6 separate regions of the Mus musculus genome follow, and all the other regions are linked to region 6. Evidence: chromatin contacts called from public Hi-C and promoter capture Hi-C data. All regions are on one chromosome and are shown on one strand. Each heading gives the region's core, a stretch centred on a gene start, on an enhancer-like site or on the middle of the called end of the contact. The rest is flanking DNA. Distances are from core to core; before and after follow the strand shown.

What was found. Promoter capture Hi-C pulls out the DNA fragments that hold promoters and counts their contacts. A called contact is a pair of places that touch in the nucleus more often than the background predicts. Capture Hi-C pulls out chosen DNA fragments and counts their contacts.
Region 1: a promoter capture Hi-C map of pre-B cells shows a contact between it and region 6, with 5 times the contacts expected there. The contact joins the enhancer-like site here to the promoter of Pdha1 in region 6. A contact is called at or near these places in 4 of 39 promoter capture datasets (the C10 cell line, neutrophils, pre-B cells and 1 more), 1 of 115 datasets of contacts at active chromatin or transcription factors (extraembryonic endoderm stem cells) and 1 of 9 other capture datasets (liver).
Region 2: a contact with region 6 is called in a promoter capture Hi-C map of hippocampal neurons, with 2.7 times the contacts expected there. The contact joins the enhancer-like site here to the promoter of Pdha1 in region 6. A contact is called at or near these places in 6 of 39 promoter capture datasets (the 3T3-L1 cell line, 3T3-L1-derived adipocytes, HPC-7-derived erythroid cells and 3 more) and 4 of 115 datasets of contacts at active chromatin or transcription factors (astrocytes, embryonic forebrain, extraembryonic endoderm stem cells and 1 more).
Region 3: a contact with region 6 is called in a promoter capture Hi-C map of pre-B cells. The contact joins the enhancer-like site here to the promoter of Pdha1 in region 6. A contact is called at or near these places in 5 of 39 promoter capture datasets (the C10 cell line, the HPC-7 cell line, liver and 2 more) and 1 of 115 datasets of contacts at active chromatin or transcription factors (trophoblast stem cells).
Region 4: a contact with region 6 is called in a Hi-C map of uterus, with 2.7 times the contacts expected there. The contact joins the enhancer-like site here to the promoter of Pdha1 in region 6. A contact is called at or near these places in 11 of 39 promoter capture datasets (the 3T3-L1 cell line, 3T3-L1-derived adipocytes, the C10 cell line and 6 more), 1 of 484 Hi-C or Micro-C datasets (uterus), 10 of 115 datasets of contacts at active chromatin or transcription factors (astrocytes, embryonic stem cells, fibro-adipogenic progenitors and 2 more) and 1 of 9 other capture datasets (embryonic stem cells).
Region 5: a contact with region 6 is called in a promoter capture Hi-C map of liver, with 4 times the contacts expected there. The contact joins the promoter of Sh3kbp1 here to the promoter of Pdha1 in region 6. A contact is called at or near these places in 16 of 39 promoter capture datasets (the 3T3-L1 cell line, 3T3-L1-derived adipocytes, the C10 cell line and 11 more), 26 of 484 Hi-C or Micro-C datasets (the 63-12 cell line, the AML12 cell line, CD4 T cells and 19 more), 17 of 115 datasets of contacts at active chromatin or transcription factors (the 230-238 cell line, the NIH/3T3 cell line, astrocytes and 10 more) and 5 of 9 other capture datasets (adipose tissue, embryonic stem cells, liver and 2 more).

Annotation. Positions count from the first base shown.
Region 1 is chrX:159,673,284-159,677,980 of GRCm38.p6, reverse strand. The region is part of intron 1 of Sh3kbp1 (SH3-domain kinase binding protein 1); the gene reads right to left. Among named protein-coding and RNA genes, the nearest start is that of Sh3kbp1, 48 kb to the right of the region's middle. Within about 2 kb of position 1,655, at least 75 of the 459 cell types and tissues checked have an H3K27ac peak or open chromatin away from gene starts, as enhancers often do. A contact at or near this core is called in pre-B cells, where this site is marked.
Region 2 is chrX:160,547,493-160,552,326 of GRCm38.p6, reverse strand. Phka2 (phosphorylase kinase alpha 2) reads right to left here. Exons shown (of 33, transcript NM_172783.4): 11 at 3,057-3,152. Among named protein-coding and RNA genes, the nearest start is that of Phka2, 48 kb to the right of the region's middle. Within about 2 kb of position 3,241, at least 6 of the 459 cell types and tissues checked have an H3K27ac peak or open chromatin away from gene starts, as enhancers often do. A contact at or near this core is called in 3T3-L1-derived adipocytes, where this site is marked.
Region 3 is chrX:159,647,073-159,652,101 of GRCm38.p6, reverse strand. All of the region lies in intron 1 of Sh3kbp1 (SH3-domain kinase binding protein 1), which reads right to left. Among named protein-coding and RNA genes, the nearest start is that of Sh3kbp1, 22 kb to the right of the region's middle. Within about 2 kb of position 1,876, at least 94 of the 459 cell types and tissues checked have an H3K27ac peak or open chromatin away from gene starts, as enhancers often do. A contact at or near this core is called in pre-B cells and trophoblast stem cells, where this site is marked.
Region 4 is chrX:160,602,083-160,606,666 of GRCm38.p6, reverse strand. No RefSeq gene overlaps it. Among named protein-coding and RNA genes, the nearest start is that of Phka2, 100 kb to the right of the region's middle. Within about 2 kb of position 2,231, at least 85 of the 459 cell types and tissues checked have an H3K27ac peak or open chromatin away from gene starts, as enhancers often do. A contact at or near this core is called in fibro-adipogenic progenitors, hippocampal neurons and uterus, where this site is marked.
Region 5 is chrX:159,623,522-159,628,570 of GRCm38.p6, reverse strand. It overlaps Sh3kbp1 (SH3-domain kinase binding protein 1), which reads right to left and starts at 1,299. Exons shown (of 18, transcript NM_001135727.2): 1 at 880-1,299. The coding sequence starts at 883.
Region 6 is chrX:160,136,619-160,140,972 of GRCm38.p6, reverse strand. Pdha1 (pyruvate dehydrogenase E1 alpha 1) reads left to right here and starts at 2,543. Exons shown (of 11, transcript NM_008810.3): 1 at 2,543-2,717. The coding sequence starts at 2,661. Gm39547 (a long non-coding RNA gene) reads left to right here and starts at 2,726. Exons shown (of 2, transcript XR_878293.1): 1 at 2,726-3,192.

The sequences.
Region 1 (4,697 bases), core at 406-2,905, 460 kb after region 6:
ACTGCTTCTGTTGCAAAGTAATGACTCCTCACTTGGGTGCACAGATAAGCTAAAAGCAGGATGAAAATCTGGCCATCTGCCTTTATTTTGTCTCCTTTACTCTGCATCACCTGTTTGCCTCTGCACGTAGGCTTGCTAATCACTCAGGAGTATCTAGAAACCCACAGCACCTAACCTATGTCATTTCCTTTCAATGCTCAAGGCTAACTGCACGAAGATAGGAGTCACTGAGATATCTGACTGTCTGCATTTTACAACGTCCTGTCCCACATACCAGAAAAGGCACCTAAAGGTTTGAGTCATTGTTGTGACTCTGTTGTCATCTTGGATTGTGGCAATAGCCAAAACTCCCTGGACAGGACACACCCCCACCCCAAATGGCAACTATTGTGTGTGGTGGCAAGGCTGTACCATGGAACAGAAGTTATTACCTGCTGAAAGCCAGCCTTCTCTATCAAGCAGTGTGGCCTTCTTTGGGTCACCACTGGAACCAGAACTGAGACTGTGGTCACTCAGACCATGTGACCAGGGTTGCTAATAATGCAGCCTCTTGTCCCTAGCACAATCCTTCTTTTAGTAAAACCTAAAGTTCATGTCAGTACCCCAAAGAGAAACTAGGAACTACTTGATCCCTTTATTTGTTTTCCTTCCCAATAGGCCACCTCAGTTTAATCTTTCTCTGCTCAGCACCATTGCTCATCTCTTGAATTGGAGTACTGAGACAAGTACCTGAGCCTAGGCTGTGGGACTGCTGGAGCTAGGGTTCTTGCTCTAAGACTCCAATAGCAAAGAATACAAAGAAGCTGAACATTTTTTTTTTTTGTCAAATGGACTGCTCTATAGCATGACACTTTGGACCTACCGGAGTAAATAAATATTGAAATTAATTTGAACTAGTTTAGCTTTGTTAATGTGGCTGCTAGAAAGTTTAAATTATGAGTGTGGCTTGCATTATATTTCTATCGAATAGCAACAGTCTAGAATAATGCTTAGCAAAAAAAGCAGGAAAGACCTCATATCACACAAACACGGCCAGACCCCAAGTCTGTGCTTCCAAGCGCATATCCTCATCTACAGGAAGCTGCAGGTAACTCTAGCAAATGAAGGTAAAACATTACCTACAACTTCTTTTTAAATGGTACCCTTTGGGAAACTTTCTCTGCATGAGCCCCAAATTAAAGCACTAGATGAGGTAAAGGATCTCAGAGGTGTAATTAGGACAAAAGTAAACAAAATCCCATACTTAAAGACACTATAAATTACAAAATTTAAAAATGTCTCCCCATCAGAAAAAAACACCGCCCTCCAGTTGCCTGCTGTGCCAAAAAGCCAGCCTCCACAAGTTTGCTGTAACTATTGTCTGCAGAAAAAAGCCAAAAGCTACAGTTAACAAGAAAAGCTAGAGCCGCGGGAGATAAGAGATCTGCTTAGAAATGCTAACACTTCAGCCTTCCCTATCTCTGCCTTCAAACTTGCTGAATGTCTTCCCCCCCAAAATGGGTGGGTTTTTGTTTTGGGTTGTTTTGTTTTGTTTTGTTTTTTAACTGTTAGGTTGGCTAAGCCAGCTGTCAAGCAGATAGATGGGGAACAGAGGCAATGATACAGCCCCCCCCCCCCCACTGTGGGGCTCAACCCCTCCTCCCTTGCCCCTGAACTTCCTCTATCTTTGCTCCACTTAGAGCTGCATTTCATGCTGGCTTACCCCAAGCAGCCTGCAAGCCTCATCTGGTAAAAGTCCTTTATTTATCCCAGGATTCTGGCTCCCTGACCTAGCATCCTCTGTGACTCAATACATATGTGAATGAACCAGGAAGCATGGAGGAGGATGGGAATTTCCAGTGAACTTCCTTTGTTCTATACACATACACATGTTGTCACAAAGGTCTCAGGAGGTGTGACTTTACAGCTTAAGCTTTAATCATTTCAGAAGTAGAAATGTCACATACTTGCGGGTTTACACTTTTTTCATTGTGCTCATTCTGATGGATACATTTTTTAATTTTAAAGTTTTCTTTCCATCCTGTTTGATGATAATATAGAAAACCAAGAAGTAATTTTCACCAGAAAAGATCTCATGAAAAAGAAAAGCATAATTGCTGATTACTGATGATAGAAATAACATCAGATATCATCTTGTCAAATACATTTTCTAATTTTGCAGGTGAAGAACTGAGGTCTAGAATGTTCCATGACCAAGATTTGGCATTGCCTCTCTTCCAAATGACAGATACAGACTTGGGCACCACTGGAAGAGCTTCTTCCTTGCCTTCCCCCATGTAGCAGAGTTTCTACGATATCCAGAAGTTATAGCAATCAGGAACAAATAAAAACCTCTGGTCAAATCTAAAGAGACAGAAAATAGATGAATGGTTGCCTGGAGCCAGGGATGTGGACTGATTAGGTGGGTATGCGGGAACTTTTGGGGTGATGGAAGCATTTTAATCTTAAACTGTGGGAAGAATTGCACAATGCTATAAACTTATAAAAAGATTTTTAAAAAATCTCACAGTGTACACTTCCATATGCGAAATGTTATAGCTAAATTTATCTTTTAAATATAAAAGTGGAAACACTATGTGACCCACATTTAGGAACTTGTAACTGTAGTATTTGCTCAAGTAGTTGACTATGTAGGTACCCCCAGGGAGCCCCCACTCTCCCCATCCAGGGAAGCAAGCCATTTGGAGAAGCCCCCCCCCCATGAGATCCAACCTGATGAGAATGCAGCTGACATGTCCAATACTCTGCCAGCCCATGCATGGGCACAGAAGCTAAGTGACTGCCAGCAATGTGACAGCAGCTGGAGATGGCTAGAGTGCACGCTCCACCAGAGCTCCCAGAAAGCAGCCTGCTTGCCACTTTTCCTACACTTCTTCCACCACATAAGCCACCCCAGAGCCTTTCCATGAATCATTCACCGTCTTTGATTAAGAGACACTTGGTTTCTGTTACTTACAACTCACAAACTCTGTACCAGCTTCTTCCCTACAGAAGGTCAAGTTCCCACTAGTCAGTGCTTTCTCACCAGAGTCTGGGGTTAGGGGCTTAGGGACCTGAATTTCCCCGCCTCAAGGGCACAGGAACTATGAGGCTCTGCACACACAAGCTGATCGTCATTTGTTTTTTGTTTTTTTCTTTTGTTTTGGGTTTTTTTTTTTTTTTGTGATCTTCATGAATACACAAGTAAGGGCACAAAGTCAATAAAGACATGATTCCCAAGGCCTGACTCTGGTAGGAAATTATCAGCAGCTTCTCTGAGGAAGACGGGCTCAGAACTCAGATCCCAACGACAGAGCCACTGGGTATGGACTCTGAGCATGAGGGAATCGAGCACAGGCCAGGATGGCTTCTTCTAGAACACAGTGAGGTCTGTCATGGACCCAAGAACAGCTCAAAGGACTAATTGGACATCAGCAGGGGAGGGGGAGTTGTGAATCAACACAGAACAGAGAAAAAGGCCCACCACTTCCTGACTGAAAATATTCCTGTCGCTCAAGGAACCCTGGCCTCCCAGGCCACCAGCACCTTGTATAGATAATAGGAGCTATAAGAAAACACCTGATAGCCCTAAAGGTGAATTCCAGCCTACATATTTACTATTTTATGGCATGAGGCAAAACACCTTGCCTGAGTTCACATTTTTGTTTTTAATATTGGAAGAGGGTCTGGTCCAAGGATAATGGATGAACACTGAAACTTCTTCTATACAAAGGCTGCTCTATCAACTGGCAGCCACTAGTCTCACAGGCTATTACCATGCTTTACTGTAAGAGATTTCTCTGTGCATCTGCCTCCCTCATTGCCTACCCACTGGGAACCCTTACAATGTAGATCTCAGTATAATCTCTTCCTTGCCTGATATCTAGCCCACAGTAGGTACTCAGTCAATGCTGGTGATCAAGTATATCAGCTCAACTCCAGGAATGCCCCAAGAAGGCATTTATTTCAAACTCTATCTTCTCATTCAGCACAAAAAGACACAGTCCCAAATGTGAGCTTTTATTTGACTGGAAGGCTAAAAGAGCCCACAATTAACACAACCAGGTTATCTACAAAGTATGATTGACCAGTCTGGAAGTGTCAAGAGCTACAGTGATCAGTCCCTCCTCTGCCTTGACTATTGTTCCCAACAGCAGAGGAGTATCCAATCAAAATTCAGATCACTCAAGGCAGGGTGTAGACAGGAAAGAACTCATAAAGCCTTGGACCTCTGGTAACTCACAGCCTGTATTCTAAAGCCACAGGCTCCCCAGGGCCTGGCCCTAGAACACACACACACCCAGGTGCATAGGAACACTGCATTAGTAAACACTTCAGGGCTGAAACTAACTCTTGTAAGCCGAGCACGCTGCTCTTCTCGAAGATGCATTAGATAAACTGGATAAGAGCAAGTTGACCAGAAAAAAAATTCGTTTTAAGGGGAAAAACACAGAAAGTAGGTACAGATGAATTTGAAGATTAAAACCACAGTGTAGACTAAAGACTATTTGTTATAGTAAGTATAGAGGATGGTTCTCTGCAGAAGCCATTCAAGGGAAAGTAAATAGCCTCCTAGCAAACTAATTTACAAAGAATGTCAGTTTAGTCAAAACACTTCAGACATTTAAGGAAGATATAATCTTTGTTATTCAACGATAAGGAAGAATACCCATGAACAGAGCTTTATCTGAGTAATGTTTAAAGTAATAATACCGCTT
Region 2 (4,834 bases), core at 1,992-4,491, 410 kb before region 6:
AGAGACAATGCATAGCTGGATGTCAAGCCTGTTTTCTTCCTCTGGCTTACCATCCCTTAGAGAAAATTACCAGAAGGTGGCACTGTGCAATGAGGCAGACCTAGAGTGCTGTCGCCACTCCCAGCCCACCTCCTTTAGAAAGTGTAATTTCCTGGGAGCTTTATCTTCTCAATGTAAGCTTTTGTGCCTTTCTTTCTTTTGGTCCCAACAATGTAAGCTTCTACGCCTGCTTGTTCTGAGGACAGTGTCAGTTACATATAGGCACTCTCCTTCTAAATCCCATGCCCACTTTAAGGTTTTAGTCATTGAAATGTTAAGGTAATATTTCTGACCATTTTTTTCCTCCAGAAAAAATACCAGTCACTTGAAGAAAAGAGAAACATTTATCCTTCTCTAGGGGAAAAATTATATCACAAGTTTCTGTGTGGGTTCATGTATGCATGCACATGTGTGTAAGGGGAGTTCATTCTTAGGATTGTGGATTGAGCTTGATATCATTAAAATACTTATTAAAGATTTCTATTTCTTCATACTAAATATTTTAAGAACTTAAGGCTTGCACACAGTGCAAGAAATACTGATGTAAAAGGAGACTCTCCAAAATGCAATAGTGGTTATTATTGAGTGGTAACATTAGGGATAGTAAATGTTTTCTTCTTTCTACAGAACCCTATATATATATATTTTACAATTCATAGGATTACTTTTACAATTGACTGGCATCTTAAATACACATCAAACACACTGAAACACAACTGTTGAGAAAGACTGCAACGAATTGGAATGAGAATGATCTAATGCAAAGAACAAAAGATGCACTTGTTCTGCACTTTCCCACTAGAATTTAATTCTGTTCTGGTCCTTCTCTGAAGTACTACTTACAGATGCACTTGCACCGCATCTTCGCTTTCATCTTTCCTGTGTATCCATCTCACAGCCTAGTTCTGCTTTTACAATACCTCACAGATATAGAACCATCTTGTGTACTAGCCCCTAGGCTGTGCAAGGCATGGCCAGCTGCTCACTACAGTTTTGTTGGCCATCCTTTCCCTAGTCCCCAGCTGTGCAGTGGAGGGTCCATAGATGGTGGCACCTTGCCCAAGCATACAGGCTACATGCCACTGTAGTCCCAGACTTTTTCTAATTTGCACAAAGGAGCCATATAGGTTTGTGGTGCCTTGCAGATTCTTTTCCAGTGGTCTCTCTATATATGCTATTGATGTGACTGAAGAACCTTGCAAACTCTCACCTGCAAAGCTAACACAAAATGAGGTTAAGGTAAACTACTGTCCAGCGCTGGTGCCTTGCATATAAGCTAAGTACACTGAATAAAGAGGACACTGAATGACAAGTAGATACCTAAAAGTCAGTGTGGTCTTTAGGAGAGAGTTGTAGAGTAACATTTTTGTGATGTACAACCAGCATTATCTTGCAGGAAGCAAAGCACAGCCCTGATACCAAGTATTTACTATGGTTAGTGCCTTTTGGGAGAGCAGGGATGGATGACTAGTCTCTACCATAAAGTAGGTGTACTATCCTTGAAGATAATGCATTCTCCCTTGCTTGGTTTCCAGCTTCCTTCCATTGATGCCACAGTACTAGAGTATGAGCAATCTGAACATGGAATATAAAAATGTAGCTATGGAAAGTGACCTCAACACCTCTTACCCTTATCAGCATTCACACCATCCATAGCATACAGATAGAAATGTAAAGTGAAGTAATTTGCAGAAGACTTTATGACACACACACACACACACACACACACACACAAAATCCCTGGAAGACTTCATAACTTAGTCGGTATGGTGTGACACAACAGAAATCTTATCTTTAACTTGTCCTAAGAACACTTGGATGATATACACCTGCCGTGCTATGATGGAAATATGGAGTTTCTGGAAGCTCAGACCCAACAGTCTAGGTAGGACTGAGTAGATAGGGACATTGCAAGGAAACTCCCCACTCCCCGCCACTCCAGTGAATCCAGAAGTGAACCAGCTGACTAGGTGGGCTATTATCAATGTGAAATAATCCAATGCTTCCAGATGTAGAATATTCTATTTCTTATAGAAACTCAACTCCTTCATTTGACTTTTCTTTTGATCTAAGTAGTCATTTATGTAACATTTAATAGTTCCTTCTAGATCACAGTTCTCAACCTATGGTTTGCAACTTCTTTGGGGGTCAAAAAACCTATTCACAGAGGTTGTCTAAGACCATTGTAAATATCAGATATTTACATTATGATTCAAAAATTATAGTTTTGAATTAGGAATGAAAATAATTTTATGGCTGGGGGTCACCACAACATGAAGAACTGTATTAATGGGTCACGGCATTAGGAAGGTTGAGAACCTCTGTTCTAGATTAGGGCCCAAAGTAATACTCAGAAATTTTATGCCATTTAAGGATCAAATTTCAGACTCATTTAAAATGTATATTTTTAAACATTCCTTTGCAAGAGGGTCATACAAAGTAGCCTTGAATTACTGATCCTTCTGCCTCACATATTTGGAGGGTGAAATTACAAGTCACTGCTCATCAAAATGTATGTTCTACATGAAATTAAAAGAAAAATCTACTACATCACTACTTTCAAAGGTCCAATAGGGCATCCAATGTGTAGACATTTCTACTAACTGTAAAATATACTACCCATTAGCAAGTGGTGTGGCTTTGTGTGAAGGCCCACAACCTGGAGTCTAGAACCTGGGGTCTGGAATCCTAGATTGGACAGGTTCCAGGGGCTTTGATTTCCTTTGGTAAGGTGTGTATGGGCCTGATTCAAACACAGATTAGGGACAGGTATGCTTCAAAGGTTTTTAGATGCTGCCTCCCTAGGACATCCATGGTCAAATATGTTCCATATGTTCTTCAAAGCTATAATTCCTTATGATAAATAGGAAAGCTATATCTTTTAGAAGCAACTTCTGATTTCTAAAGAGGAAAAGAGGTCATATGCCCTAAAAGGTGGGTAGAGAATACCAAAAAAGCCAAGCCCTAACTCACTCGGTCTAGATGAGCCCCACAAGGGCTTGGTGACAACTGGTTACCTTGTCTGGTGGGATGGCATAGAGTTCTGGCACCAAGTGGATCCCATCTTTGCCTCTGATTAATATTCCCTCCAAGGCTTCTCGGTATTCTTGGACCTGGAAAACAGCCCCAGCATCTTTAGTGTGACAGAGGTCTGGCAGTTAATTATGCAATGCCAGTACAGCTTAGGAAACAGTAACAGAACAGGCCTCTGGGCTACAAATGCTTGGCTGTAGAACAGAGTGACTCTGGCTGTCAGAAATGTTAGGAGAAGGGAGACACCATTGCTTTTTCCCCCTGAGCCAAGCCCCACTTGCCTTGTTTCCAGGGAGAGGGCAAGGGTAGCCCCCAAGAAAGTAGCTGTTTGGTCTTCAAACTTTCCACAGAGCTGTCATTTATACCATGCACATCATTCCCAAGCCATTCTCATTTCAATAGTTTATTCTTAAGTTTTCTCACATTTGAAATATGCCTTACCAAACAAGTTTAAACATCTTGAAATGTTAGGCAACATATTATGTTTCTGCCTAAGTAGGAGCCCCACCCCCTTTCTTTTTTCCTTTTTTTTTTTTTTTTTTTTTTTTTTTTGGCTCAAGGGCCTGGGGAGATGGCTCAAGTCAGCAAAGTGCAACTGTGAGGATTCAAGTCTGGCTGGGCATGGTGGCAGAGGCAGGCAGATTTCTGAGTTCAAGGCTAGCCTGGTCTACAAACTGAGTTCCAGGACAGCCAGGGCTACACAGAGAAACCCTGTCTCAAACAAACAAACAAACAAAAGTCTGGATCCCTGGAGTCCACATAAAAGCCCTGGTGGCACATTTATGACCAATGGTTCCCCAAAACTCATTGACCAGCCAGTTTACCTAAGTTGATAAGTTCTATTAGTGAAAGACCCTATCTCAGACAATAAGGTAAAGAGAGGCAGAAAGCAAGATACCAAGCATCAACCTCTGGTTTTCACATGTGAACATACTCTACACACATACATGATCATGTACATACTACACATACATACAAATGACACATACACACAATGCTTATTGGTTAGGAAGTATTTGCTGGGGTTGATATTGTGGTTTGGTGGTAGTGGCGGCCTATAATGCAAGGTCTTGAGTTTCATCCTCAGCATCACACACACAGACACACACACACACACACAGACACACACACACACGGGTGGGAGAGCAAGAAAGATTGATTTGTTGCAAAAATCGAATGTGAGACAAAAAGGAAATGCATGTACTATGCTCCATCTACACCATTATAAGGATGCAGCTCTCATTATAATGACAGCTTTTGAAGCAAACACTCCCATTACACTGAAAAGGCAGTGATAAAAACCAACATCACAAAAGAGGAAAGAAGTAGGACAGAAAACGTCACCAGCCACCAGCTATTTAAGCATGGCTTTTTGGAGAGCTCAGTCAATTATACTTCCAGATCTCATTTTCTGATCATTTTAAATTTATGGATGGCAAAGTCTGACCACAATTATAACATTTTAAAATGTCAACAAGGAAGCAAGATTGCGCAAAGAGGCTTTTAGGTCAGATCCAGCTCATGTCATCCAAGCTCTGTGTCCTAACCGTGAGGTATCTTCAACAGCAGAGGCTTGCCCTCACCCTTGGAGAGGAAAGCAAGGGCTCCATCAATAAATAGTCTATGCTGCACTGCTTGCTGCTTGGACTCTGCCTAATCATTTGAAAGAAGGTTTCTCATCTCTGGTACTGAGGTTTTCATTAGTCTATGGTTCTTGTGGGGAGCACTGTCAGCTCAAGTAGCTTAACACACATACATACAT
Region 3 (5,029 bases), core at 627-3,126, 490 kb after region 6:
GGATAGATGAGATAGACTATATGAGAGTTATGGAAATGTCCTGAGAATAGTAACAACACACCTGTGAATATACTTGATGCCACCAAACTCCTCATTTCAAAATTGTTAAAAGTTATTCAGTAAGCTTTCAGCTGAAGGAGAGTGGAGACAAGTATATGGGTGAATTTGGAGGGAGGGAAGAAAAAGAAGAAAAAAGGAGAAATGTTCTAATTATATTAATCACAAAAATGAAATAAGATTTTTAAGTAACCTCAATCCAGTCACGAGAAAACACAATTGTAGAACAGTTACCCAAATAACTAATCAATATGCTTCAGAACTATCAAGGTCGTGACAGATGGAGGAACTGTCACAGACAGTGGGAGTCCAGGATGGAACAACAACCAAATGAAAGGTAAGATTCTGGACAGGATTCAAGACAAGAATTTTTTAAAAGGACCCCAGTCAAAAACCTGATGACATTATATAATACTTTCAATATAACAAATAGTATTATGCCAATGTTGGTTTCCCAATTCTAACAAGAACATAAACATAACTATGATTATGAAAGATGCTAGCCAACCATACGGAAAACTGGGTGGGAGCTATGTGAAAGCCCAATATCACTTTTGCATCTTTTCTGCAAGACTGAAGTCTGTTCAAAATAAAGTTTTTAAAATTTACTTTTAACTTATGTACATTGGAGTTTTGCATTCATATGTGTCTGTGTGAGGGTGTCAGAAGTCCTGGAACTGAGTTGCAGACATGTGTGGGCCACCATGTGGTTGCTGGGAATTGAACCCAGGTCCTCTGGAAGAACAGACAGTGCTCTTAACTGCTGAGCCATCATCTCTCTAGCCCCTCAAAATAAAGTGTTAAAAATCAACTCATGCTTTCAAAAAAAAAGCAGTAAAATATATTCTGGTTTATTAATTAGCTTTAATTCTTAACCAAAAATGCTGGATTCACACTCGAAGTACTCATATCAGAAACAAATGCCCCTCCCAGGCATGGTGGGCCAGCAGGAAAGACTAATCAGAGTTTACTGGCTGCAGCTGATGAACCATCAACATGAGCAATGGCCCTGTGACCCATGAACTGGGGAAAACACTGTAATGGCATGCTGATTCTTGTAAGAACTACAGCGAAGAATCTACAAAGCTCAGCACTCTGCCCTCTTCAGAAAGTACTGTGTCCGGGCCCATGTTTGGCTAGAAAATAAAAGCCCTGGCCTCCTTCTGGGGGTTAGCTGAATTCTGCCACTGTCACACAGAGACACTGTGACTGGGAACTTAGCACAGCTTCCCTGTGCCTTCCGACTAACACGAGTCGGGCGTGGCTAGAATATTCTCTGATCATAAGGCTGTGGGAAATGACCCTCAAAGTTCCCTTCTATTGTGTCCCAGGAGAGCATGACAGTTCTTCAAAGTACAACCCAGCATAGGTCAGTTCACAGCAGAGTCTACCTTAGGAGTCTGAGAAAACGGCCAAGGCTCTGTGAATCTGTACAAGTCCGTTTGCAACCCCCAGAGCAGAGCTCTCCTGGGACTAGATTACATGGGCTGCTGCTCTCCCTACCCCCCACTGCAAGACTCAGCGCTCATGCTTGAAGCCTTTGTGTTTCGGTGGCAAAAGCACAACCCGTATCTAAACAGAGACCAAATGTATTCAGTCTAGAGTCTCCGCATAACCTCAAGAGAGGAACCAGTTCCAAAGCACAGGATAAAAAAGGCCCCTCTTTTTCCTTTCTTTAGGTCAAATGTAGCCAACCCCATCTTCTATTTTCTTTCTCCCAAGGGACTGACTCGACTGCCATTTCCTGTCTTCATCTTCCTGCTTCCTCCTTACTCACTGGCTGGCCAGCCCAGCTGTGACTCGTCAGCTCCACTCCATGCCCCCCTTTAACAGCACGCCACCGTGAGGCTCTAGCCCGAGGGCAGCCTGCCTCTCATGAGCCATGGTCTGAGAACTGCACCTTCTTAATTTCCTGCAGTGCTGTAAAGACGGAAGCTATCCTCCACCATGAGCTGCTACTGACACCATTGCCCACTACGTGATGAGAACAAAAAGTCCCCAGTAAACTATCTAGAGTAATGCATCCCCAACACTGCCCACATATGAAATTCCAAGGACCTGTGAATAACCAGCAAGTTGCCAACAAGGTTGCCAGTCAGTTGGCATTAAAATGGGGAGATTAATTAACCTGGATTCTCCAGGTGAATCTCACATTATGGAAGACACACTGAAAGAGGTCAGAGTGGTGAGATGCTAGCAGAGTTCACCTTCTTTGAAGACTCAGAAAGGAAACATGAGCAGCTGGGGTCAAAAACAAGAGATTTTTCACTAGTTCCCAGTAAGAAACACAGCCCTGTCAATACCTTCATACTAAACACATGAGACCCACATCAGACTCCTATAGAACTGGGAGACAATACACTTGTGTTGGGTTTGTAGTAATTTGTTAGGGCAGTGTGGTGCTTTGAATAAGAATGGCCCCCATTGGCACATAGATTTGGATGCTTGCTCTTTAGTTTACGAAACTGTTTTGAGAAGCATTAGGAGGTGTGGCCTTATTGGGTGTGTCATTGGGGGCAAGTTTTGAGCTTTCAAAATCTCCCCTTGTCTCTCTCTCTCTCTCTGTCTCTCTGTCTCTCTCTGTCTCTCTCTCTCTCTCTCTCTCTCTGTGTGTGTGTGTGTGTGTGTGTGCCTCTGCCCTGTACTTATGGATTATAGTGTAAGCTCTCTGCTGTTCTTGCCACCACCATACCTTTGCTCTGCCATCATGGACTCATCCTCCGAAGCCATAAGCCCCAAAATAAATAAATTATTTCTTCTGTAAGTTGCCTTGGTCATAATGTCTTATCACAACAAGAGATATGTAAATAAAACAGGTAGCAATAGGAAACATAAAGTCCTACTTACGAAATGCCATAGCAGCATGTTTGGGGCCTAATGAATAAGCAAGTTTTACTTAAGTAAATCTATCTATGCAAAATCCACAGCATTTTCATGTCTTGTCTGAAAACCTAGCTCCATGCCCATAGCTACTATCAGTCTTCATTCCCCTAGCCTTAATTCCAAAAACCAGAGTCCAATAACTAAAAACACGTGTGTTTTTATGTCACAGGACAGGTTCTAAATAGAACACTTTGCTTGTGCCATTTTATGAGGTATCAGTTTGACACAAATCTTTAAAAAGAAAACCCACTCAGAGTTATTTTTGTAAGTGAAGGTGGGCAAGAACGGGGATAGTAAAATAAGATTATTACTTAGGCAATGAGCAATGCAAGGTAAGCCTCTTCTTATCATTTAACGCAACACTTTGCAACTAGAGATGATGACACCAATTTCCTTTTGAGACCCACTGAAGCTCACAGTGTCTGAGTCCCAGTCTCAGGGTTGCTTGCTCTTCAGGAGCCTCAAAGGGTTGGGTTTTTTTTTTTTTTTTTAATGCAAACTGTTCTTATGGCTATTGGTTTAGCTGGTGCCATGAGCTCGTAAAGAGCCAGAATGAACTCTTTTGAACATCATTTTCTTGTAGTGAGTACCCTAAATCCACAGGGAGACAGAACCCTCCTTAAATGGCAGATTCGGCTAAAAGAGAGCAAACATGGAAATTAGCACTGTTCTTTCGTTCAATTTGGGTCTCCTAAACTCCTTCCAACTAACTGAGAGGGAAAGTTTAAACTCAGATAGGGCCCATCTGACAAAGGTCTTGCTCATTGATTCCAGTTGCCTGCACTTGAAAGGAGTTAGGGCTAACAGAGGATAACCTAAAAATAAAAAGTAATGATTTCCAATGCCAGGACAGTTGGGCCACTTAAGCTCTACTTTCAGTAAGTCTCAGTTGCCTAGGAAGCAGACATATGGCTCCTCCCGTTCTCCAAAGTGTACTAACATCCAAAGGTAGAGCTGTCTAGGACACATGAGATGGTCCCTAAAGGAGTGGACACACATAACATCCAAAGCAGGTTCACTCAACATTCATTGTCAACATTCAAGACAATCCAAAGAGACTCAGCATCCTACTACCATCTCCACCATTACAGACTGTTTGCATGTGAGGCCAGCTGATGGGAGCTTCCACTGCCAGTTTAGAAGATGAAAGACTGTGTTTTTAGCGGGGGGGGGGGGGGGCGGGGGGGGAGAGGCATTTTTTAAGCAATTACTCCCTAATGAAAAGAAATGAACTCTGCTGTAAATGGCAGTGTCTGGTTCAAGATAAAAAGTTTGAGTCCAGTCAGTGAAGGAAAGAAGAAAAACATCCCTCATTTGAGGCCAGCCAACTACACTTCCCTAAAATGCAGGATGAACGCCCTGTAGAAATCAGCCCATGGGTTCTCATATCTGAGATGGACTCTGCACAGCCAGGCACACGAATTCGCTTCATTACAGGCCCAAGAGGAAGTGTGGAAAGCCTGAAGGCTGACCACAACTTAAACTGATAAAGTAGAACCTTCTATGGCAAACTTCGGAGGAGACAGCAACAAGGTCCGAGCTTTACAGGAGGCTGACCACCAATAGGGTCATCTCTTGGTAATTTCAATACAAAAGGAACTTCTCTTAATGATGAGTCAAGGACCAAGAAAAGATTCCCATGCATATGAGGCAAGTGATCTGGGGGGTCATAAATTCTATCCCAATGTCAAAATTCTCCCATGCCTACTTTTTTAGGTCATTTGCAGGGAAATTACTTCCAAATACATAAATATGCCTTACAACATGGCCAACAGTAAGGAAGACTACAGGCAGTAATGACTTTCTCAGTTGCACCTGACCACCAATCTCAGGCCAATGGAAGCCAATAAGGCATGTAATTAAATGATGATTTCTACCCTGGTTTGGGAAAATGATACTCTGCCTTTAGACTCATGTTTCTTCTCATTCAACAGTTTTTTTTTCCTTTTGCCACCCATTATAGGTAACACACCATGTGAATTTGAAGGCTGTTATCATGGCCTGACAACCAGGGGGCAGGGACAATGTACACAGAGCATGAAGGTTGGGGTCCTTAAAGTCCCTGGGTTTTGTCAACCAACATGTGTCT
Region 4 (4,584 bases), core at 982-3,481, 470 kb before region 6:
TGACTTACAGGTTCAGAGGTTCAGTCCATTATCATCAAGGTGGGAGCATGGCAGTATCCATGCAGGGATGGCATAGGAGGAGCTGAGAGTTCTATGTCTTCATCCAAAGGCTGCTAGTGGAAGACTGACTTCCAGGCAACTAGGGTGAGGATCTTATGCCCACACCCACAGTGACACACCCATTCCAACCAGGTCACACCTATTCCAACAAGGCCACACCTCCAGATGGTGCCACTTCCTGGTCCAAGGATATACAAACCATCACAGCATAGTAGTAGGTACTAAGCATATACTGTAGAAATAACTGACTGCCAGTGTTCAGTGGACCCACATGACTGGTAAGGAAGAATTGTTAGGCAGTTGGCTGTTTTCTTCAGGTGGTCCCTTAGGAGGGTCCTGGACTTCCTGTCTTAGGAATGTGTTTTCCTAGCCTGGGACTTGGGGCTTCTTAGGCCAAGGGCAGAACTTTAGCGTCTGTGTCTAGAGGGTTAAAAAGGTGACAATTCTGGGGGAACCTCTAATGTCACCATGAAGTGGAGTCTGGATTGTCAGAGTAGGTAGTCTACCTTGGAACTGTGTTCTAGGCTTTGTCCCTAGCATCCTTCCTCTCCAGAAGAATACATGTATGAGATGTCTTTATGTAAGAATATCCTATGGTGAGATCAGAGGACATCCCTACACTGCCACATGACTCCCTTCCTGGGGTCCCTGAACTACTTCGATGGAGGTTATCTTAAAGGAAGCCTGTCAGATATTGCCATAAGCCTTTCAGAGAATGTCCTTGGAGCTCCAAATAAGATTATCTTGGGCCAATGAAAATGTCACCGTTCTTTGTTCTTGGCAAGAATCCCAGCTCCCTCAGCTTGGGAACACCATTTACCCCACACCAAATGGAAACTTCATTTGGATATTATGTTCATCTCCAATTAATAAATTACAAGAGGAGAAGTTAATTCATCACTTGAAGCTTGGGCCAATAAAAACTGTCCACAGCATAGGAAACAGAGGATGATAAAGCAGCCCCTCATTAGGGCAGGGCTCTCATTTCTTTGAGGTCCCTTGCATGTTGGGTCTGAGTATATGAAATGGCTTCCAGGGAATCTGTCATTGGAACAGTCCCCACCTCTGGAGGGACCCAAATGAAGTGACAGTGTTAGAACTAGAAGTGCCTCCAATATGTTGAGTGATGAGGGTGGCTTTGTCATGGCTGTAGGGACTCTTAGTCCATAGCCTGGCATGACCCAAAGTGGCAGACAACTCCCCACTCATCACTATTTGCTTTAGACCCTACCCTGCAAATCTCAAGGGAGAGAGCTGTTCCCTTTTCTCAGAATGCCTGTGTAGCAGAGTACCATGGGAATGCATGAAGGAGTCTCGCTCAGGCTTGATGCTAACGTGTGTGATGGAATGTATGTTTCCTTGCTCATAGCAAAACTGACTAACTAGGGTGCAGGGAAGGCCCTGGTAGCTTTCCTCCCCTGGGAATGTCACCTATGCCCAGTCTCCTGACCATGGTTTTCTGCAAAGCTCCCTTGGTGTTCAGTGATGTCACTGAAAGGCTGGTGACATTGATGTCAAATGATGAAAAGCAGCAGACCCTCAGCTTGTCCTCTGTGCACCGTTCTCAGCCTTCCCATCACTCACTAACATTTTCTAGCCATCCTGTGAGGAAAAGGCTATTGTCATTGCTCCTGGTTCACTGAGGACAAAATAGAGACCCAGGAAGGTTAGGTAGATGTTGGAGGCTACATGTGATACCTGTCTTGGTCTCTGGATTGCCCAAAAGCTATTCATGAGACTTCATTTAAGCCATCTGAGCCCAGAACCTCAATATTCTCCTCTTTTTCCAAATTTATGTTTAAAAAAACCAGTTGCATATATTATAATCACCAAAATGGCCATATTTCCCTCTGTTTTATTTTTATTTTTCTGTCTCTGGCAAGCCTAGGGTGCCATCCACCCCAGGGAGGAATCCCGGGAAATGAGGAAATGTTAAGTGTCTCAGTTAAGTGTCTGCTAAGCCCCAGTCTCAGTGCTCTTCCTGGCTGTTCAAGTGCCCCTTAGCAATGTCCATCTTTGAGCCTTTGTCACTGAAAGAGAACAAATAGGGGACAGTAATCCTGAACTGAGGCATAAAGTCCCCCAATTCAGCAAGTATAAATGGAAACTCTGAGGCCGTGTGATTCACTTTGCCAACATGACTCATGTTCTGCTAAGGTTTCCATGAACAATATGTTCACAGTCTGGTTTAATTATAGCCTAGATCTGCCACTGCCTCGGTGAGCCCCAGAGGCACCCGGCCCTCACCCCCCACTGTTGCCAGTTAAAATGTCTCCCAGGGAGAGAGGGGGAGAGGACACTGGAAATGGTTTTCTGCCAGTTCTATTGGTCACATGGCATAGTGGATAGTCTCTACAGGGGGGCTTAGTGAGGGGCAGCACCCCCAAAGGTGCTGGAAAAGCATGTGCTCACAGGGTGCCTGTACTGCTGGGGCTTCCCCTCCATGTAGAGTTGAGATTCACAAGCACCCAGTGTGGGTGTTTGGAGTGATCAATTGAGAGAAAGAAACAGGGTTGAGTCAACGCTCCTGCAAGCGAGGGTGGAGGGAACCCCGAGGCTGCCTGATGAGCTTGGGGGTGGTTCCACACATGGGCTTGGTGACAGTGGACAGAAAATGAAAAACAAACCCTGTCCCATCCACTTCACAGGCACTTTGCCATTGCAGTGGAAGACACAAGGGCTCCTGCTTGGGAAGGGTATCATTTTACAAATCTAGAGTGGACCTTTCACTCTCTTATGCAGCTATTAGAGTGTTTCAGAGGCAGCAGGAGCTGGCTGCCAAGAGTGGAACAGAGAGAAGGCATTTGGGGCTATCTCTAAAAGGAATTCTTTGAATGTTAGGTTCCAGGAGCCTTACCCCTACCTATATTATAAAATTTAATATTTATTAAGCAATTTATTATGTGCCAAGTGATATCCATGCACTATACAAATATTAATATGTTTGTCTCTTGCAACAACCTCAGGAAGCAGAGGTGCGATCATGGAGCCAGTCACTGTGGAGCTGAAGGTGGCAGCATGCAGGGCTTGGTCTGGAGCTTGTGCTCTGTAGCACTGCTGGCATTGGGTGGCACTGGGCACCAAGGTTGTGGTGTGGGGACAGAGCCTTGAGGAAAAGCAGCTCTGTCTACTGCATGTCCGTGACCTCATTCTCCCATAGTTGCAGGTGGCCCTGGAAGCTGAGTCTAGCACCCCACTCCATGTGTTCTGAGGGTGTCCAGTGGCTCAGAGAAAAGATGAGATCTGCTTCCTCAGCCTTCTTCCTTCCCAACAAATTTCAGATTCACTCCTGCATTCTTCACCCCCACCCCGTATATATGATGAGAGAGAGAGAGAGAGAGAGAGAGAGAGAGAGAGAGAGAGAGAGAGAGGGGGGAGAGAGAGAGAGAGAGAGAGAGAGAGAGAGAGAGAGAGAGAGAGAGAGAGAGAGAATGTGTGTGTATGTGTGCATGTTTGTGTGAGTGCAGACACCTGTGCTATGGGGCACAATGTGAAGGACAAAAGACAACCCTGGTGTTAGCCCCAGCTTCCCACCTTGTTTGAGTCAGGGTGTTTTTTGTTATTCACTGCTGCCTACATCAGGCTATCTTGATGAACAATCCTGCTTCCATATTAGGCTTGAAAGCTATAAGACAAACTATTTCTGTTAATGATTAAACCTCTGTTTCTTAAGGATTAGGCTATGCCCCACCTGTAACTACAAATGGCTCTGAACTGCCTGTTCTAGGAATGATGATCATGCGTTTGTTTGAAAAAGTTATGTCCATCTCACAAACATGTTGTTTCAGGAAGTTATGACTAACTTGTCATGCTTATGTTCTGCTTCTATAACCCTGTTTGCCCACTAAGTCCTCCATTTGGAAACCCCCTACCCCTGAGCTATAAAACCCTTATATTCCCTATGTCCAATGCTGACTTCTTGAACCTCACCTTAGGGGGAGGCAGCCCTTGTACATGAATAAGAATGCTTATTTAATCATTTAATAAATTTGGCCACAGTGATTTGGGTTGGCTGTCTTTCTCCTCCCATCTTCTGGAATTCCCTTATCTGTCTCCCATTTCATTGTCGAAGGACTTGGATTCCAGAGACTTGTGCTTTACATGGGCCCTGGAATCCACACACAGGTTCTCATGCTTGATTGCAAAGCACTTTACCCACTTCTTCTTCTCGTCCCCACTCTCCCATCTAAGAGCACCCCTATTTCTCTCGAGGAAAGCAGGGCCACTTTGCAATAACAGGCCCTTAGGTGCCAAGTGTCAAGAGGAAGAAAGCATGTCAGTTAAAGCTACAAGCAGGGGTTAGGATGTGCCTCCCTTCTCCAGTGCCATGCCCTGCCCTGGCTGCAGGGGTAGAGTGGAGTGTTTAGAATGGAACACAGGTCAGGGCCTTAGCCACTCTAGGTGTTCACAGCAGATGCTTAAATTGGCCTCACACCAGGCAAGCTAGCTTGGGGGCCCTCAGAGTTCAACGTCTCACACTGTATTTCTCTCTACTAGCTGCTGTGTAAGACCTGCCAAAGCTTT
Region 5 (5,049 bases), core at 50-2,549, 510 kb after region 6:
GCTAGTACCTAGATAAAGCAAACGTTTACTAGAGACCAGACAGTCACAAGTCCTTTGCTCAGTAAAGTGCCAGTTCCCCTGGGCAGTAAGGTGGTTTCCACACTGTCAGGTCTATAATAAAAAGGATCCTGAAGAGCTAAGGTTAGCTGCCTACATGGAAATTATGCTTGCTAGGTGCATCAAAAACTGGATCACCATTTCCAGTTCCTGGCCCTGCAGACTGAGAGGAGGATATAGGAAGTAGCCTTTGAGTGTAACAGAGTGGAGAGGGGTTCGGCGTGGGGGAAGACAGAGTGAGAGGTGGAGGCACAAGTGGGGAACGCATGAAGAGCTCAGGACCCTGGGACAGCCCGCCATGCCCGGTACTGGGGCGTTTCCTAACCTCCCACCACCGGCATCATCAGGCAGTAAAGACAGTCTAACCCTCTCCCAGAGACCCCGACCTTCAAGGCTCTTCTCAGGCTGGCCCAAGAGCCCTGTACAGGGCCAGAGCCCACCAAATCCTGGTACCCGGGTCCACAGCGCCAGGGAGGGTGCACTTGGGTGGGAGAATGGCAAAGACAAAACTCTCCCCGCCCACCCGAAGAAGCCAACCACACCCCCTGACTCCCTCAACCCAAGCAGCCCCGGAGCTAGCCCCCGCGATTCTCTGCTCAGGCCCCCTCGGGTTCCAGTCCGTGCCGCGCGCGGGCTCCGCAGGGACACTAAAGCAAGTGAGAGTGAATGGGGGTGCGCAAGGCGAGGGAGGGCGCTCTGCGCGATGTCACTCTCCCGGCCCTGCTCCAGGGCGCCCTCCCCGGGTCCGCGGTCCCGGGATGGGCGCGCCAGTCGACCCCTACACACAGATGGGCTGAAGGTTCGAACGGCCCCTGCACTCACCCATTGGCGCCAAGACGAGCCGAGCCGCCGAAGCAGCGTGAAAGTTGGCGGAACCGGGCGTTGGGTTCGGAGCGCCGAGGTCGCGGCGCAGGGATCGGGGGCGCGAGCGTCGGGACGCGGCTGCTGCTGGGCCGGCTTCGTCCTCAGCGGCGGTGGTGGCAGCTCAGCGCCGCCCGCTACTGCCTCTGCTGCTGCTGCCGCTGCTACCCTGGGGCGACTCCTGCTGCTGCTGCTGCTGCATCGCGGCCCCACTGCACCCGGCTGCTCCGGGTTTCCTGCTCTCTGCGAGTGGAAATTGCGAAAAAAAAAAAAAAAGAAGAAGAAGAAGAAAAAAAAAGAAAGAAAGAAAAGAAAAGAAAAGAAAAAAAGCACCGCCCAGCCCAGTGCCCTGCAGCCGCCTCGGAGCCTGCTCTCCCCTCCTCCCCGCCGCGGCGAAGCTCAGCGGCTCCGCCCGCCCGAGAGGCGCGGCCGCCAGGCGGGGGCGGGGTCGAGGGGCGGGGCCCGAGCAGTGTCCAGCCCGACTCTGGGGCTCGTCCTCTGTCTGCGGGGCTCGGCCGCCCCCCTCACCTCTGGCTCTGTCCCGGCTGGAGCTCCGCAGAGGGTCGCCCCCTATCCGCCTAGGCTCGGCTCACGCCCCGGGAAATGCCGCGAGACTCCTCGAGACTGGAGGAGATTTAGGGGGTCCGTGGGGGTGGGGGCGTCGGAGTTGTGGGGCACGTGGAAAAGGTGGATCGAAGGCAGAACCCCGAGAAAGGAGGGCTGGGGGAGGGGAAGCCGGTGGCAGGTGAAGAGCGGGACACCTGCTGTTATTAACAGGTGACACCCCTTCCCTGCGGGGGGGGACATAGAGGAAGAAGGCTGCTAGCAGGGGGCTGTGGGAGGAAGGGGCCTTTGGCTGTGGCTTTGGAGTACTGGCAGACCAGGTGCGAGTTTGGAGCGTAGGAGGTGGTACTGGGCTAGAGGTGCCCAATGAGAAGGGCGCAGTCAGGCTGCTGAGCAGGTCCGCTGCTGGCCACCGCCCCTCCCAGGATTAGACCCTCCTTACACCTGACCCAGTGGTACCCGGACAAGGTGTGGGGCTCTGCTGCCTAGGAATGTTTCTAGGTCCAGAGACAAAGATTGGCTGGTTCTCCATCAGGCATCACTGTGCTCTATTGAGCCTCAAACCCGGATAGACAACAATTTTAAGTGGACACTAAAATGAAAATAGAAATCCATAGGAATTCCTGGGCAACTCAACGAGCTTCTTTTTTGGAGTCTATTCTCCACCACACCTTTCAGCCAAAGAGACTTGCCTGCGACCGCATTCATTGAGCAGTCTGTTGTTTCCTTTCCACTTTCCACCATCTGGTGGTAGGAAGAGATAGTGAGCTAGACTGGAGACAAAATAGGCAACAGGGAAAGTGAGACAAGAGAGAAATTAGATCATTGTCCCCTGCAAATGGAGGCTGGGGACTAGTGAACCCAGAGGTGACAAATAAAAGCTGACCCCATGCCCAATGGAGATCTGCCTTGCGTACCCGGTGAATAATAATAATGCAGCATTATTTGTATATTGGGTCAAAGCCTAAAATTTCTGTAGAAATATGTTGGAGGGTGGAGGGGGTATTTCAGTCATAAGGCTGAGGCATAGAAGATGGTGCTGTTAATGAGTTCTGGCTTAAAGGCTAGCCTGGGACACAGGATGATCCTGATGAGTAAGGGGGAGGGAAGAGGAGAGACTTGCAGGCAGGGCTTTAAAAAGAAGAGTAACAGCAGCATCCTTCTCTAGACACTGGTCATGTGTGTCACAGCAACCTAGACGAATCAAGATACAGAAGGCTCATCCCTACAGTGGCCCTGCTTGTTACGTGCCTTGACGCATCCACATTCTTATTAAGACAATGAAACCTTATGACCCTGTAGTTGACAAACACTGAGACTCAGAGCCTAACTTAACCCGCTGTTAGTAGAACATTCTCCCCTCAACGCAACAAGAACTGTGTCTGAAATTCTGAAAGTGGCTGTCTTGGCTAAGCTCCAGATTATTAGACCATTCTAATTCTCTCTCAAAGACATTCAGACCCCCCCCCCCCAAAAAAAATGGTTAGGCATGTGCTCCATAAGGAAATAGCTGAGCTAGATTTATGGTAGCTTGGCACATGGGTGCTGAAGATTTGTGGTTGCTGACCCTTGTATTCTCAGAGTGATGAGTCAAAATGATGAAGAACCAAGTTCAATTCCCAACAACCTCATGGTGGCTCACAACCACTTGTAACTCCAGTTCCAGGGGATCTGATGCCCTATTTTGATTTCTGTGGGCACTACACAAAGGTAGGGCATACCCAGGTAAAACTCATACAAATAATGTTTTTTTAAAGAAATGAAGTCATTGAACACTGTTGAAGAAATCAGCCAGACTTACCTATACATCACAAAGTCCAGTGAAGCCAATTCCACATCCCGCAAGGGACTCTAGAGAGAACGAGCTTGCTTTCTCTGCTTAACATTAGTCTCAATCTTAGTCTTCAAATTGAATTGCTTTGCCAATCTCGCAAGGATAAAGATAGGTCCCTTGAAGTTTTGAGTCTTGGTCTGTGTTTTGTATGGTCCAGAAAAGGATCTATGATAGCTATACTTTCTGTTTGTTGACTCTAGTAAGTATATAGCAAGCCAAAGTAAAGGAATGGATAGCAAGAGATAGATAGCGGAACATCATCAAATCAGGTACATACAACCTATTTCTAGCAGAAACTGACTCAGGAAGTGGAGGGAATCAGCTAGAGTCCTGGCATCTTTTTCCCATAGCTGGCACTTTTATATCATGGGATAAACAATGGTGATGACCTCTGATGGAAATGGTTCAGCTTCTAGCTGGTCCCAAGGACACAGTGGTTTTACTCTTGGGCTGTTTTCCTGTAGTCTCACTCCTGAGACAGAGTTAGGGGAAGCAGCCCAACCCTAGAAAATGTTCTCGGGTGATGCTTTGAAATAAACATGCTTGGGTATGAAGTGGGGGCAGGGGGCAGCCCCAATTCCAGAGCCAGCTCCTCAGTGAGCACAGGTCCAGTTTGCCAATATAATGCTCATTGCAGTCTACCTCAAGGATGCTTTGTTTTTGTGGTGCTGGGCCTTGGACCCAATGAGTGTGTGAGTGCCAGACAACTGAGTTGCAATCCAGCCTAACTTCTCTTTCTTGATCTGAAGACCTCTCACCCCTATTCCACAGTCTGAATGGACTTCCTGCAATGACAAACTCTGCATTTTCTCACAAAATAAAGACTGATAATAAGACTTATTTTTTTTTCTTGAGGCATGTCCTGCCTTTAATGTCTTAAGTCAACCAATTGTCGATACTATTCAAAACTTGAGAATTTTTCATCTTTGGTTTCTCTAAATTACGAATGAACATTCCTTTTCCCACTTATTGCTCCGTTCTCCTGAATCATTCCTATTGTCCTTTCATCTTTCTTTGAGAAGCTCTTGCTGACCAGCACAAGAAAAGTGAACGTCAAGATTCCAGTCCAGCCGCTGACATGAGTACAAGTGTAATTCCGCATCCTGCCTCCTTCCTACAAGTGGATCTTCTAAACAGAATAGATAATGCAGGATTTCAAACATAACCCGAATTATGTTAATTCATTTCATGAATATTTCTAGAGAAATACAATTGTATTTAATACCACAGCTTTGTCCCACTGAACTCCCATTTCTACCAGAATAGATAATGGGTTTGGAAATTGAAAAGTATCTGACTTGTCCCATTAACATGGCATCACATGATTAGAAAGGCACCACTGTGTTGCTCAGTGGTAGCAACAATTGGGATAATAATTGAAGGCACTTGAGCCTTGGCTTCTCCAGCACTTACAACCTGTCATACTTGCTCTCTCCCTGGGCTTAGGCTTGACATCCGTAATTTACATGTAATGAATGATACTTTGCTTTGATAACCTTTAATACCATCTTTACATTAATATAAATTGCATACTGAGTGCTTTACAAAAGACAGTCATTATAGAGTACTTTTGGTGAGCTTTATGGAGCACAAATCTCATGGTGCCAGAAAGTAAAGACAAGCTTAAGAAAAATAATGAAAGGTGTCCTAAAGGCCAAAGCTGAAACAGCTCAAATTACACAGAAAATAATTCAGGTGTTGGAGAGATGGTTGCGCTTAAGTGTGTCTGTCAC
Region 6 (4,354 bases), core at 1,294-3,793:
TATAGTAGCTCTAAATGTCCAGAGAAACCCACCATAACCTGGGGATTGCCTTGGGAGGGATTAGAAAAGAAAGACCTTCATTTCCAATTTCTTCCAAGGTAAAGGAGCCTTCTTTTCTCAAGATTTTCTCTTCCTTGGGTTTCTGCTTTGGGCAACCCTTTCTTCATCTCTCTGACCTCCCTTATATTGACCAGCCCCCTTTGTGTATTTGTGTATGTTTTAGCACATAAAGTATCGTTGTAGGGCATAGATAACCACCAGTTACAATTTGTCCTCATTTGCTACAGAGTCACAAAGTATCTCTCGCTTTCTCCCCCCCCCCCACACACACAGGGTTTCTCTGTATAGCCCTGACTGTCCTGGAACTCACTTTGTAGACCAGGCTGGCCTCAAACTCAGAAATCCACCTGCCTCTGCCTCTTGAGTGCTGGGATTAAAGGCCTGCACCACCATGCCTGGCTAGATATTTTCTTTATTTACATTTCAAATGTTATCCCCTTTCCTGGTTTCCCCTCTGAAAACCCCCTCCCCCCTCCCCCCTCCCCCTGCTCACCAACCTACCCACTCCTGCTTCCTGGCCCTAGTATTCCCCTGTACTGGGACATAGAATCTTCACAGGACCAAGGGCTTCTCCTCCCATTGATGACCAACTAGGCCATCCTCTGCTACATATGCAGCTGGAGCCATGGGTCCCTCCATGTGTTTTCTTTGGTTGGGAGCTCTGAGGGTACTGGTTAGTACATATTGTTATTTCTTTCAATTTCTGTACTTGTGTGCCTCTCTCTCTCTCTCTCTCTCTCTCTCTCTCTCTCTCTCTCTCTGTGTGTGTGTGTGTGTGTGTGTGTGTGTGTACATGAAAGGACAAATCACTTAAGCCCTCAGACTTGGTGGCAAGTGTTCTTACCTGTTGAGCCATCTTGAGCCTTGGCTTTGTAATTTTTTTTTTTAACAAAGAAAAGGTTGTAACGAAAATATTCTAGTTATGAAAACACTGGTTCCCTTGTTTCCCCAGGGCAGTTTCTTTAAGGCATTAACTTTTGTAATGATAAATTTCTTGTTGGAGGATATTTTGTAATAATGCAAAAGTCTTGTTTCTCATTTTTTCCTGCCATTCATTTTAGCTTCTATTGATAATTCCTGCCTGCAGTGGTGATGGTGTCTTTGTGAAGTGGTGATTCCCACCCACTCAATCTGTGTATATTTGTGTGTGCACATGCACGCGGAAGTCAAAGGTTAATTTCAGGTCAGTCTTCCTCAGTCACTCTTCAGCTAAACTTTTTGAGGCAGGGTCTCTTACTTATCCTGGCTATTACTTCAGTTAGATTGATGGACAAGCAAGCACCTGGGATCCTCGTGTCTCTGCCTCTCCGGCACCAGAATTCCAGGCAATGTTGCTCTTTTCTCTTATTCAGTTGCGTATTTGTGAAGGATCTGTGGCTCTTTCTTTCCCGTGAGTTATAATGCATCACTACAGCACTCATTTCATCCTTCATCCATGGAGATCATAAATGCAAATATTAGAGGACTTTTTATCCTGGGTTCCCAAGTGACCTCCTAGAAATGCTACCTGGCCAATCCATGCTGGACATTTGAATGGAAAAGTCAGCCTCTGTTTCTCTGACCCAGTGATAATGTGAAGCTGACCGATCCAGGCAACAGTTTGAACTTTGAGAAATCATCATCTGCACGTTTCCCGTGTTCTCATAAAGTCTCGTGTCCTAATCTTAATAGTGTTTGGGTAACAACAACACAGGAGATACAGGATTCTGCCTTTTCCCAAGCATAAAGGACAGACAAACTGCTTGTCTATAACTGAGTCCCCCATGAAAAGAAGCAAGCTAACAAAAAATCAAAGAATAAACGCTAAAGCTAAACTCTTGGATGTCTATGGTCAACGATTAATATTTGCTTTCATTTACTTATTTTGATTTTTTTTTTAGATAGCCTCGCTAAGTAGTCCAAGCTTGTCTTGAACTGAACAGACAGCCTGACCTCCAACTCTGGCTATCATCTGACTTCAGACTCCCTAAGGAAGGAATGACAGGCATGTGCCACCACACCCAGCAACATCCAGCATTTAACTGTTAAATCTCACCCAAGTCAACCAGGGCAACACTTTGCAAGGAATATGTGACCTTTTAAAGACAAATTAGTGGCAGGACCATTTCTAGAAACCAGATGATCTGTCTTTCTTGCCCTGGCACCATGGCTTCTCTGTGTAATGGAACAAGGCTGCCTGCCAAAGCTGTACCACAGGCCCGACTGGGCAAAGGGCAGGACCCGCTTTCACCACTTCTTCGCTGGTCTGTGGTACTCAGGGCAAAAGGAAGGAGAGGCCTCTTCCCCACGCCCCGGGGCCCCCCACTTTCCCACGCAGGCGCCCTGGGACACCGGCCTCTTCACCCTCCAGCCACAGCCCCACCTCATTTTTTAGTTAATTAATGGACGGCCACATGTTCCTCCTCAGAAGGGCGTAGCCATCGCCAGCAACCATTCTGGTTGGCCTGCAGACTAGCGCGGCGTGTGATGCCGTCGCGACTCCGTCACTGCGTTTTGGGCGTGGCTTCGGCTCCGGGCGCCTCAAGGAGACTTGGGGACGCCCGCACCACTCCTTTTGAGTGCCTGGGTGCCGCGGCCGCCGCGTGAGTCTGCTGCGCTCCATGAGGAAGATGCTTGCCGCTGTATCCCGCGTGTTGGCAGGCTCTGCGCAGAAGCCGGTGAGGTCGCCTGATCCCGGGAGGCCGGGGTGGGGCTGGAGCCGGCCTGAGGCGGGGCAGGAAGAGGGCGGACCGGGCCCCCCTGGAGCGCACGGCTGGGGGCTGGGGACGAGCTGCGGGACTTGGGTGGGCTTTCCGCGCAGTCCGTGTCGCCACTGGCCGGGGGAAGAGCGGCTTGAGAACGGGCCCGGTCCGCTGTGCTTCCCCCGATCGCCCCCAGCGGAGCTTCACGCCAGCTCCCCTGCAGCGCCCCACAACTGCTCGTCCCTTACGGGACACTGGGAGGCGGAGCTTGGGCTTGCTCCAGCCTCTCTGGACTCCGCTGACTTCCACTCTCCTTCATGTCATTGCTCTTGGCTATGAGGCCACGTAAGACGAAATAAAGAGCTCCCAGTCCCGGGAGTCAGGTTCCGTGCGCACTCCGACTTCTTCGTTTACTAGCCTTGGCACCAGGAACCATCAAGAAGCAGGATATGTAAAAACTCGTCTGAGGGCCTAGTTCTCTCATCTCCATAATGGAGATTCTGAGGACGCTACCTTCTGGGGGGGTGGTTATCTTGAGTTGGTCAGTGGCACGAATGCCAACCCTTCTGCCTGGCACCTGCCAAGGGCCGGTGTCCAGCTGCGTGAGCATTTGTGGATCACCTGTGTTCTGTTCTGAGGAAGGTTCAGGGAGGTCAGGTTCACGGAAAACAAACTTCCTCCACTCCCTGCTCCTCTGAACTTTTTCTTGGCAGTCAATTTTCGAGCAATCGAGCATAACCCAGAGGAAGCCGCCTTTACCCTTAAACACACAGAGGCTTAGAGTTCAAAGTAGCGAAAGAAAACAGCAATGGTTTTCGGAGAGTTGGGATTAGAGGTTAAGACTTATGGCCCGGCTTTAAGAGCTGTCTAATACCTAAGCTTTTAGCATTTTGACCTCTAGCCACACAGAGGTTGCCTTCTCTTGGTGTAACTGTCATCAGGCTTTGACTTGTAATTCTGGTTCTGTTGATTTCTTTAGGATTTGATGCAATTCTGCTCAGTGTGGGGAGGTTGTAGAAAGGTCGAAATGTCCTTCTCTAGGAATTGCATCAAGGAATGGAAAACCACCATTTGAATCTGAACCGGCAGCAAAGCACATTTCTACGACATAGCCAACATTTATTGAGCTCTTAGTATGTGTCCTGAATTCGGCCACGATCTTCACGCGTGTTAAAAGTGCATCATTGATTTTCAGTTTGTTTGAACAAGTTTCTTGTGTGCAGAAATTGTTAGTTGAAGGGAAATTTGTTTATAGCTTGGGGGCTGGGCATGAAATAAAATTGAAAACGAAAAGAAGCTTTGTTCTCAGTGGAAAGAAAAAATAAACAGCTCTGACTAGAATCAAAGTTTCTATAAGTTGCATTAGAGTCCGAAATCAATAAAAATCATACCTTCTGCTTTGAAGACATGTGCTCCTCTTTTGGAGTATAAGAGGGTACTAGGAAGCTGGGAACACTTTTAAATCTTCCTTCGACACTAGAAGCTAACCTTAGGTGTTGTATCGCTTTGTCTGACAGCCGTTTACCGTTTCCTTTAAATTCACCTTACAGCAGGGAAAAAGAAATAGATTCTAGAGTCGAATTCACCATAGGAAGTACCCAGTTTTTTTCTCA